2 separate regions of the Bicyclus anynana genome follow, and region 1 is linked to region 2. Evidence: chromatin contacts called from public Hi-C data. All regions are on one chromosome and are shown on one strand. The core of a region is the stretch at or near the end of the contact, and the rest is flanking DNA. Distances in the headings are between cores, read along the strand shown. Region 1 overlaps LOC112046073. Region 2 holds the start of LOC112046076 (WD repeat-containing protein 43).

Evidence for each region. Hi-C and Micro-C count contacts between places; a contact is called where the count stands out from the background.
Region 1: a Hi-C map of whole body shows a contact between it and region 2, with 2.6 times the contacts expected there. The contact joins the enhancer-like site here to the promoter of LOC112046076 in region 2. A contact is called at or near these places in 2 of 2 Hi-C or Micro-C datasets (whole body and whole larva).

Annotation. Positions count from the first base shown.
Region 1 is chr18:1,596,303-1,601,037 of ilBicAnyn1.1, forward strand. It overlaps LOC112046073, which reads left to right. Exons shown (of 10, transcript XR_002886843.2): 9 at 140-206; 10 at 2,310-4,735. Among protein-coding and RNA genes, the nearest start is that of LOC112046087, 23 kb to the right of the region's middle. Within about 2 kb of position 2,404, at least 2 of the 8 cell types and tissues checked have open chromatin away from gene starts, as enhancers often do.
Region 2 is chr18:1,544,377-1,548,760 of ilBicAnyn1.1, forward strand. LOC112046076 (WD repeat-containing protein 43) reads right to left here and starts at 2,802. Exons shown (of 11, transcript XM_052886789.1): 1 at 2,596-2,802; 2 at 1,729-2,055; 3 at 618-784. The coding sequence starts at 2,769. It overlaps LOC112046073, which reads left to right and starts at 3,447. Exons shown (of 10, transcript XR_002886843.2): 1 at 3,447-4,384.

The DNA.
Region 1 (4,735 bases), core at 1,154-3,653, 52 kb after region 2:
TAATATTATTAATTTATATAAAATATTAATTTAAATTTAATTATATGAAAAAGTACTTTTTTGTTTAACATATATTTCTTTAGTTTATAACTTCTGTGCTAACCAATCAATCAAATAAACTTCAATTCTGGAATTCTAGAGCGTGACAGATGTCAAAATGCATGCATTTCTGGATATTGTGTGTCACGGGCAGCCATCTTGTTAAGGTCAGTTGTCAGAATTATTGTCAGATCGGCAGAAGTGACGTTTGGATTTACTCGCAATTCAGGTTATGGTTTGTGACGCTTGGTTTTTGTCTGTGGCATCGTGTCTCTTAAAATGATACCAATTATTGTATTGTAGACAGATCTTTAGACAGACTGACAAAAAGACTACTAAATAAGGCGCCATTATCGGATAAAAGATATTCGGATTTGACTTATTTTAACATCACAACTCACTGAACCGTTTATTCGTCTTTTTTTTCATATTTATAGTTATCAGAGAATGGGCATTTTTCTATGGCTTATGTTGAACAAAAGTATAAATTTTAGATATATGTCATTCGAGAGGTTATAATAATAGCTTCATTTTGTTATATTACACCAACAAAGAGAGTTAAAGAACTATGAATCCTATAATTTTGTTAAACCTACACTTATGTTTAAAAGTCTAAAATAGTGTGATTTTGGTTCATAATCATCATCATGTCAGCCGATAGACGTCCACTGCTGGACATAGGCCTTTTGTAGGGACTCACGATACTGAGTCGCGTGCATCCAGCGAATTTTGGTTAATCAGATATTTTTATATACTTATATAATTTAGTCTGCTAGTTGTGTTGAAATAAACAAAACATTGAAATTTATAGAATGACACGGTGCATAGTTACTAGCAGATTAAATTAAATTCAGGCGGTAAAAATCTTACGGTATCATTTTGAGTTGCACGATGTCACTATACATTAAAAAATATTAATTTTGGTCACTAATTGGTGAAATTTTTCAATATCTGGCTCTATCCGTGTATTACTTACCCACTTAAAAATTTTCAACACTTCTGTCACTGTTTTTAAAGCTTATATAAATAACTGCTGCTTTTTTCCAAAATTTTATATGTATTTATATTTTTTTTTTTTGTAAAAAGTATGTGGGACTTTGTTAAAAGTTTAACCTTATTGATGTACTGCTGCTTTATTGTGTAATATCTTTAATATCTTGGTTTTTCAAATGTATTCTAGTTGATAAAATGTAGCGTAAACCGTTGGAATTATTACGTATTTTGAAAACGGTAAAAAAATATTTAAAAACATATTTAGTAGGTATAGAAATATTTTTTGAGTAGTGTAGTCTTTGTAAAATAAATAATTTAAAATATATAAAAAATGGTAAAAAAACATATTTTGTATGGAAATATGTTGTTGAGTAGTGAAGTCTTTGTAAAATAAATAGTTTAATAAATATTTTAGTCATAGGAAAAATATATTACAAATTAGTATATTAGGTAGTTAGTATGAACAATCAAGATTTCTGCCTCTTATATTAATGTATATATATACTATGGACATTTGTCAATATGTTATTGCTATGTATATTTTGCCTTTACAATAATATGACATTATTATATGCTTTCAGCTTTTATTACCGTTTGTATCTTTTTAAAGGTATTTATTAACTTGATATCTAAAAATTTATCACAAGCTTTTTTCTTAGCATTTCCATTTAATATTACTGACTTATATTGAATGAATTAAGAACAAAATTCAGTTTTTATTTAAACTTAAAGATCAAGTCTGTCATCACAAAATTATATATTTTTTGAGGTAATATACTTATGTGTTTGGATGTTTTATAAATTCTGCATTCAATCGCAGTTTTTCACAAATCATCAATCATGGATTTTCCGGGATAAGCCTAGTATTGCTTGGTAACCTCTATATTCTAGTGAAAGTAACATTTAAATCGGTTCATGCGATCCAGAGACTAGCCTGGACAAATCGTCGTTAGGATCATGTAAAAATGTAATTTATAAACTAACACAGTTATTTTGAAATCACAGATAGACACTTCAATTTTATTTATATCATCATCATCATATCAGCCGATGGACGTCCACTGCAGGACATAGGCCTTTTGTAGGGACTTCCAAACATCACGATACTGAGCCGCCTGCATCCAGCGAATCCCTGCGACTCGCTTGATGTCGTCAGTCCACCTGGTGGGGGGTCGGCCAACACTGCGCTTACTAGTGCGGGGTCGCCATTCCAGCACTTTGGGACCCCAACGTCCATCGGCTCTTCGAACTATTGATATGTATGTATATATTTCCAGCAACGTCCTCCGCTCGCAGTCGTTCCACGGGCCGGTGCTGTCGCCCAACCCGCGGTACCAGCCGCCGACGCTCATAACGGAGACATACGACGCGTCAAGCGATAACGACTTTTAATACAAAGCTGATAGAGGCGGTTTTACGACGCCCGATGTGATAGTGTGAGTCTTGTGTGCGTGCGTATCGATGGAACCAAATATTTAGAGTGTAGACGCGGCTTTATGATTTAAAAAATATATACGTCATTATGACAGTGGCATATGTCAAAATTTTTATAATGGCTCCATTCTAGCGTCAGGTTCTGGGCTTTTCGTCGCGTAAATCTTCGCTTTTTACAAGTATATTCCGTGGATATAAAGTCCTATAATAATTACCTTAAGCTTTGCTTTAAAACCAATCATATTGTAACCATAGATTTACGGTTATGACCAATGTGAGAGAAAAGACTACTTTACCTTAAAAATATATATTTTTGGCATACTTGAAATATGCTTTCAATGGAATCGTGAAGGAAAAAGTACATGTTACATGGTACACAATATTATTATTATGATTTTAAATATTTTAAATATATTGTTTGTTTTAAGCATTTTTTTTTATCATGCTACGAAATGGAGGCCAAAAATAATTTTTTGACATATGTCAGTGTTTGCCGCCAAATAATTCGATGGATTTGATGTATGATTTTTTTTATAGTTTTAATTTTTTTTTTGCTTATAAGTTAATTTGGAAAGATGCAATTTTATTATTCCCATGCGTATATTTTATCGCACAATGATGTGTTTACGTCTACGAAGGTACAGTTTTTTTTTAAATATTTGTTACATATATATTATTTTTGGTTATGGATGTATTGATTTTCAAAACAAGATTTTTATCGCGTCTTCATAATGGACTGACACTATTTTTTTGTATGTAATTTAGTACTAAGGAATCACTTAAGAGTTCTTTACACATCCCGACATTTAGAATCTGACATTGTTGACCCGATTGTACCTATTAGATGAATAATTAAGTTCGCAGACCCCTTATTCCCTAAGACCTCCATTTACTTACTTTACTTATTGTTTTACTTACTCGTTTAAATCGGGATTCGGGACGCTGTGTTACCGATATGAAACGGGATATGTTTAGAATTACTAAGTTGCTCATATCATTCATACATCGATTTATTTAGTGTTTACTCTAAGCTTTAGTTGTTATAAAACATAGTGCAATTGACTCATCACATGAAAAATCTAAATCACTTTTACCTACCAGATAAAGAAGTATTACTTTATGAACTTAAATTCTACGCTTTATTATTCTAAAGATATAAATATTAAGTTATTTAGCAACATATCGGTATTATTTTATTCAAATCACTTTTACACAATTACAATTCAACAACATAAAACAAAACTCAACAGCCCTTCCATATGCTATTAGACTTTCATCCTTTTCACAATACATGTTGTGAAAAAGGATTGACTTTAGTCTCTTAAAATTATTTTACTTCATAATATGTGTACTACTAAACAATTTAAAATATAATATATTAATTCTTCTAAAACTATAGACTGGTAACCGTTCGTCCCGTAAAGCACAAATTTTGTTCAATGTAGCTAAAAATTAAATCGAAACTGTATACTTAGAGCCACGAGAAATCCCAAATTTGTAGCAAAAAAATCTAAATACCAGGGACTTTATGTAGTTGTAACTCTTTGATGTAATGTAAATAAATGTACTTGTAATTGTTCCGCAAAATCTGTCTGTCCAATAAATATGTATCAGTCCGTTTCTTGTCTGTCGCCTAATTAGCAGTGACAATGCAATCGTAACTACATCCAAAGTTCAAACCATAAAACGAAATCAATTATTTCTGTAAGCATTTTACTTATTTTTTAATATATTTGTTGGTTAATATGTTTGAATGAAAATAATATACTATTGCAAAATTATTTAATTTTTTTTCAACTAGCCAATGATTGTCAAATAAGTTGTAGTTACGATTTCCATGTCATTTGTACAGTATAGGGAAATATGAATTTTACAATATAAATGGTTTTATATTTTATTTGATGATTGTATTATAATCAAATTAATTATTATCTATTATTGAAATTATTTGTCAATATTACACACTAATAGTTATCTATTTTTATCCTATTCTCGCGTGTATTGAAAAATGATTTAGTTTATGGCGAATTTCTATTTTTGTATTTTGCAAATAATTATAAAGTAAATATTAATAATGATGATTACAATGAAATACTCATTTTCATAATCTAGTATCAAATTATTGAAATTGTAAAATAAGTTGCTCGTTATTTTAAAGTTTATAGCTGTACCATTCCGATTTGTCGACAGGACAAAATGATTGTATCAAATTAATTGTTAATTAATTAATTAATGGTTAGTTAATTTTGTCTCGTACACCTAGTCTAGT
Region 2 (4,384 bases), core at 1,552-4,051:
TTTGAGATTTCTCAAAACGCTGTTTATCTGAATCAATCAAATGCTGTTTACAGACAGCTTCTGAGGGCCTTAACACATCAAGATTCAATCAAAACTCAATTTTAAAAAGACAGGGTGACTTCGATATTGCAATATCTTCTCTACTTAGTACCAAGTAGCTAGCAGGAGGTTAAAAATTTTATTTATACCACATATTTTATTCAATCTTGGATATTTAAATAGCTAATGGAACTTGAAAAAAGTTCTTCAGCAAATAAGCAGGTAATAAAATGTGGAAAAATAATTTTCCAATACATGTCTTCCAATCTTTGGTGAAAAGATTATACTGGAATGATGCACATTTGTCATTTATAGCATCATTAAAAAATTGTAAAAAAATTTAATTTTTTTTCCAAAAAACAACCTTGTGCAGAATCACTCCTTTGAGTAAAGTTAAAGCTTATTTAGTGAGTTACCTAAGATTAGTCAATTTGATCTTAAAATTAAAAAAAACATATACATAGTGATTGGAAGTCCATGCAAGAGGCCTATGTCCATCGGCTGTTAAAGATGATGAAAATGACATATAGCTGAATATAGAACCTTTTCCTTTTTAGAAGTCATTAAAATCTACTTACTGGGAGCCTTCAATGAGCCAGCAAGACTTATTCACTGTGCTGACAGTCAACAGAGCCCTGGGCGCTGCGTTGTGTCCCAAACTTTTCACAACAACTGCGATGGAGTTATGTAGACGCCACAATTTGATCTGCCATGATGCTGTGATAAGAAACTTTGCTGGTGTGTCCTAGAATAGAGAAAAATAATTGCCTAAAATTTGCCCACAGATGCCACTGAAGGTGCTGTATGTAGGATCATTATAAACACCTAGTCTAGGGATCAAATTGTGTATTTTCATAGGCCCCTGGTTTAGAAGAGTTAGAGCATCTGCTCACTTAAAATTCTTAGTTGGCCGACTATCGAACAACTTAATTGGAAATGTTTACAATTTAATTGTTTACAATTACAACTTTTTCTTTTGTATATAATCAAAAGTAAATCGCGACTCTCATATGACCGGTGTCCAATTTATTAGCTGGACAATTTAGTTGGAGAAAGTGCAGGCTATACCTGTTAGTATAATTTTGCAATTTAGTCAGCCAAACTAAGAATTGTAAATGAGCTGGTGCTCTTAGTTATGAATGACTTTTTCTCATACTTCTGGTCTATACTCTTTAATGATGCTACTGGCCAAATTTTATAGTTCTAGGTCAATAGGAAGTACCCTTAGTTTAATTAAATCTATACTAATATATAACGCTGAAGAGTTTGTTTGTTTGTTTGATTAAACACGCTAATCTCAGGAACTACTGGTCCCATTTAAAAAAATCTTTTAGTATTAGATAGCCGATTTATCGAGGAATGCTATAGGCTAAATATTATCCCCGTACTCCTACGGGAACGAGCGGGTGAAACCGCACGGCGTGAGCTAGTTTTTTATATTATAGCTTTGTTGTACCAACTGCCTGAGTTTTGATTTCCTTAAGTGTCGAAATATGCATTTTTCACTAATTAAAGTTAACTATACCTAATCGTTCTAAGCTTGTTGATCAAATTTATTGTCATTAATTTGTTGAAATTATTATTATTGTTAAAATTGCTAGCGATTTCTACCCTCATTTAAAATATGTTTATATGACCAATAACACAGCAGAGTTAAGTAGCATATAAAAAATATGAAATGACACTTACTTGATTGTGTGGTACTATCCTTATAGCGCTAATCTTGCTTCCTTGTTTATTTGCAGCGACAACTTTGACATTATACTTATTCCTAGTCTTCCCACTCTGTAAATCCCATTCTTGTACAACACTGTTTGCGGTGCAACTGAAGAGGCCATACTTTCTATGCCAATCCAAGGCTACCATTTTGCTGTTGTTGTCTTTCTGGTTTAAAACTGTTTCCACTTTAGCTTCACTTATAGAATATATGAGGATGTTTCCATTAGACGTTCCTAATGCTATGCAATATTGTTCTGGTTCACTTATGGATTTTCTACGGGCACCTTTTTGTGGACTCTGTAAGTTTTATAGTTTTAATAAGTAGCATAGTAAAAGAAAATACATGATAAATAACAAATGTATTTTGTTTTTAGTGTAAAATAGGCAATTTTGCTAATCATATCATCATCAGCAGGCGATGAACGTTTTTCGTAGGGACACTTAGCCTTCTTTTGATGTGACATAAAAGGGGGTCAACTAAAAGTACGTTTTAGTCAGAGGTCTCCCTAACTATCTCTTTGACGAGCTGATTATTTTTTTAATCACATTTATTTTTTTGTTCTTTTTTTTAAATTTTTAACAATTTCAATATAAATATAAAATGGAAAATACTTTCGACGAACGGATTATTATTATTATAGATCCAATATCACCTTTTTCGATATGTTTTAGGTTATGTTTTTATTGATAAATTTTCCCAAGCAACAGGTATGAAGGCAATATACTTTAGTGATTTTGTAGGGAGGTTGAAATTAAATGTGTATATTAATGATAGATTCAAAACAATTTAATAGTTATCCAATAAATACAAGGTTAAATACCACGTGTAGTACTTACGGCATTTAAACTGACGCTTATCCATTGTAAACAAGATGGTGGTGATGTTAAATGCAGGTCTGGTGTGTATTCCTGTTTGAGGACATTCGTTTCTGTGTCCCATATTCTTAATCTACCGTCTTGACTGATTATTGAATAATATTTTCCGTCCTCCGAAAAGGCGGCCTCAGCCATGTTTTCTAAAGTTTTGACAATGACTGATGATTTGAAATGACATGACATGACAGCAACTTGTTAATGACTTAAAATTGACGTGTCTTTTCAAGCATACGAAATGCTTAAAAAATAAATGAGACATAATAAATTAAAACATGAAATCAACCTCTATGTTAACTTTTATAAAAAAAATATAGTTCAATTTTAAATCACAACTGTTTTTTTTTATAAAAGCAAAGAATTGTATGTAATATTTAAAATGCCGTGGTTGATGGGGGATAAATTTTGAAAATATTGTGCGTTAAATGAAGTATATCTTCACAGATAAAATAACAAATAAAGAATATGTAAAAGTGCTGCCAGATAGTTGTGAAAAAAATATTCAAAATTAATTTTATTACAATTTTTATTTATATATCTTTAATTTTTCTTTGAAACAGTAATACCTTTAATATTTTATAAGATTAGATAAAATAAAATAATGGTAACTAAAGTATTTTAAAGATAAATTCTATAAAAATGTGACAAGCAGATAAACTTCGTTCTTTGTTTAGTTAAGGTAACCAATCAGGAAGTAGAATTTACATAAGACAATCCCTCTGATTGGTCAACTAGCTGTCATTAGGTAAAAAGTGTTACCAGAAAGATAAGATCTACAAATAATAAATCATAACATATGGTTTTGGTTGGTTAAATCAAATCAAATTAAAAGCAAAACATTCCTTTTTTTCTGCAGTCGCCATTCGTCATTGTTCGTGTCAAGTTCGTGCTCGTAATCGAGCTAATCGCGAACGAATGTAGATTGTAGACCTAGAATTTTTTTATGTGTGCTCTCGTTCCACTTTTCAGTTTTCGTTAATTCTACTATTAAATTTCTTAGTTCTGTGTTCTCTTGTGCTGTGCTTTCTAAAATAGTGAAACAAAGGCTGTGCGTGCAAAGTGGTTTGTGAATATGTCACAGCTAACAAATCCTTGAAAAAAATATGAGTGTTAGTGTCGAAGACGTGTCTAGTCCTTTATCGGCAGGTCCGAGCAGCATCATCGAGGCGAATAGTCCGTCAGATGATAGCAAAAATGAGTTCGTCGACACAGTTGAGGAAGGTCAGGAAAAGTCTGAGAAATCGGAAAATTCCGAGCCTTCAACACCGAAACCTCATCCGATGGCTTTCACAATCGACTTCGGGAACTCTAAACAAGTTGACAATCGACGACTTGAAGAGTTAGCGAAGAAGTCTCAGGCGAGACATCAAAGAGTACAGTCCATGTCTGCAGGTGTGTCTAGGCCTAGTCCGATTCAGTCTCAGAGACCACCCCTAAGCGCCAAGCTGCCTCGCAAAGCCCAGGGCTACAACTCGGAAGGCTATTTTTCCTCTGACCAAGAGGACAGTGGCGTTTCCGGCTCTGTTAAACTTCGTAACAGCCCGCTAGCCCAGAGTGTCGATAGACCAAATTACACCAGCCCCATTGTAAGTAGACCAATCAAATCCCCAGTGAACGACACTTTGCTGCCGAAACGTACGTCAAAAAGTCCGATGGTCGACAGTATTATGTCAAGGAGTGATTACATCCCTCGACAATCCCTCAACCTGCCACTAAAAAGTTCCAACAGTTCCTATATTCAAAACGTCCATAG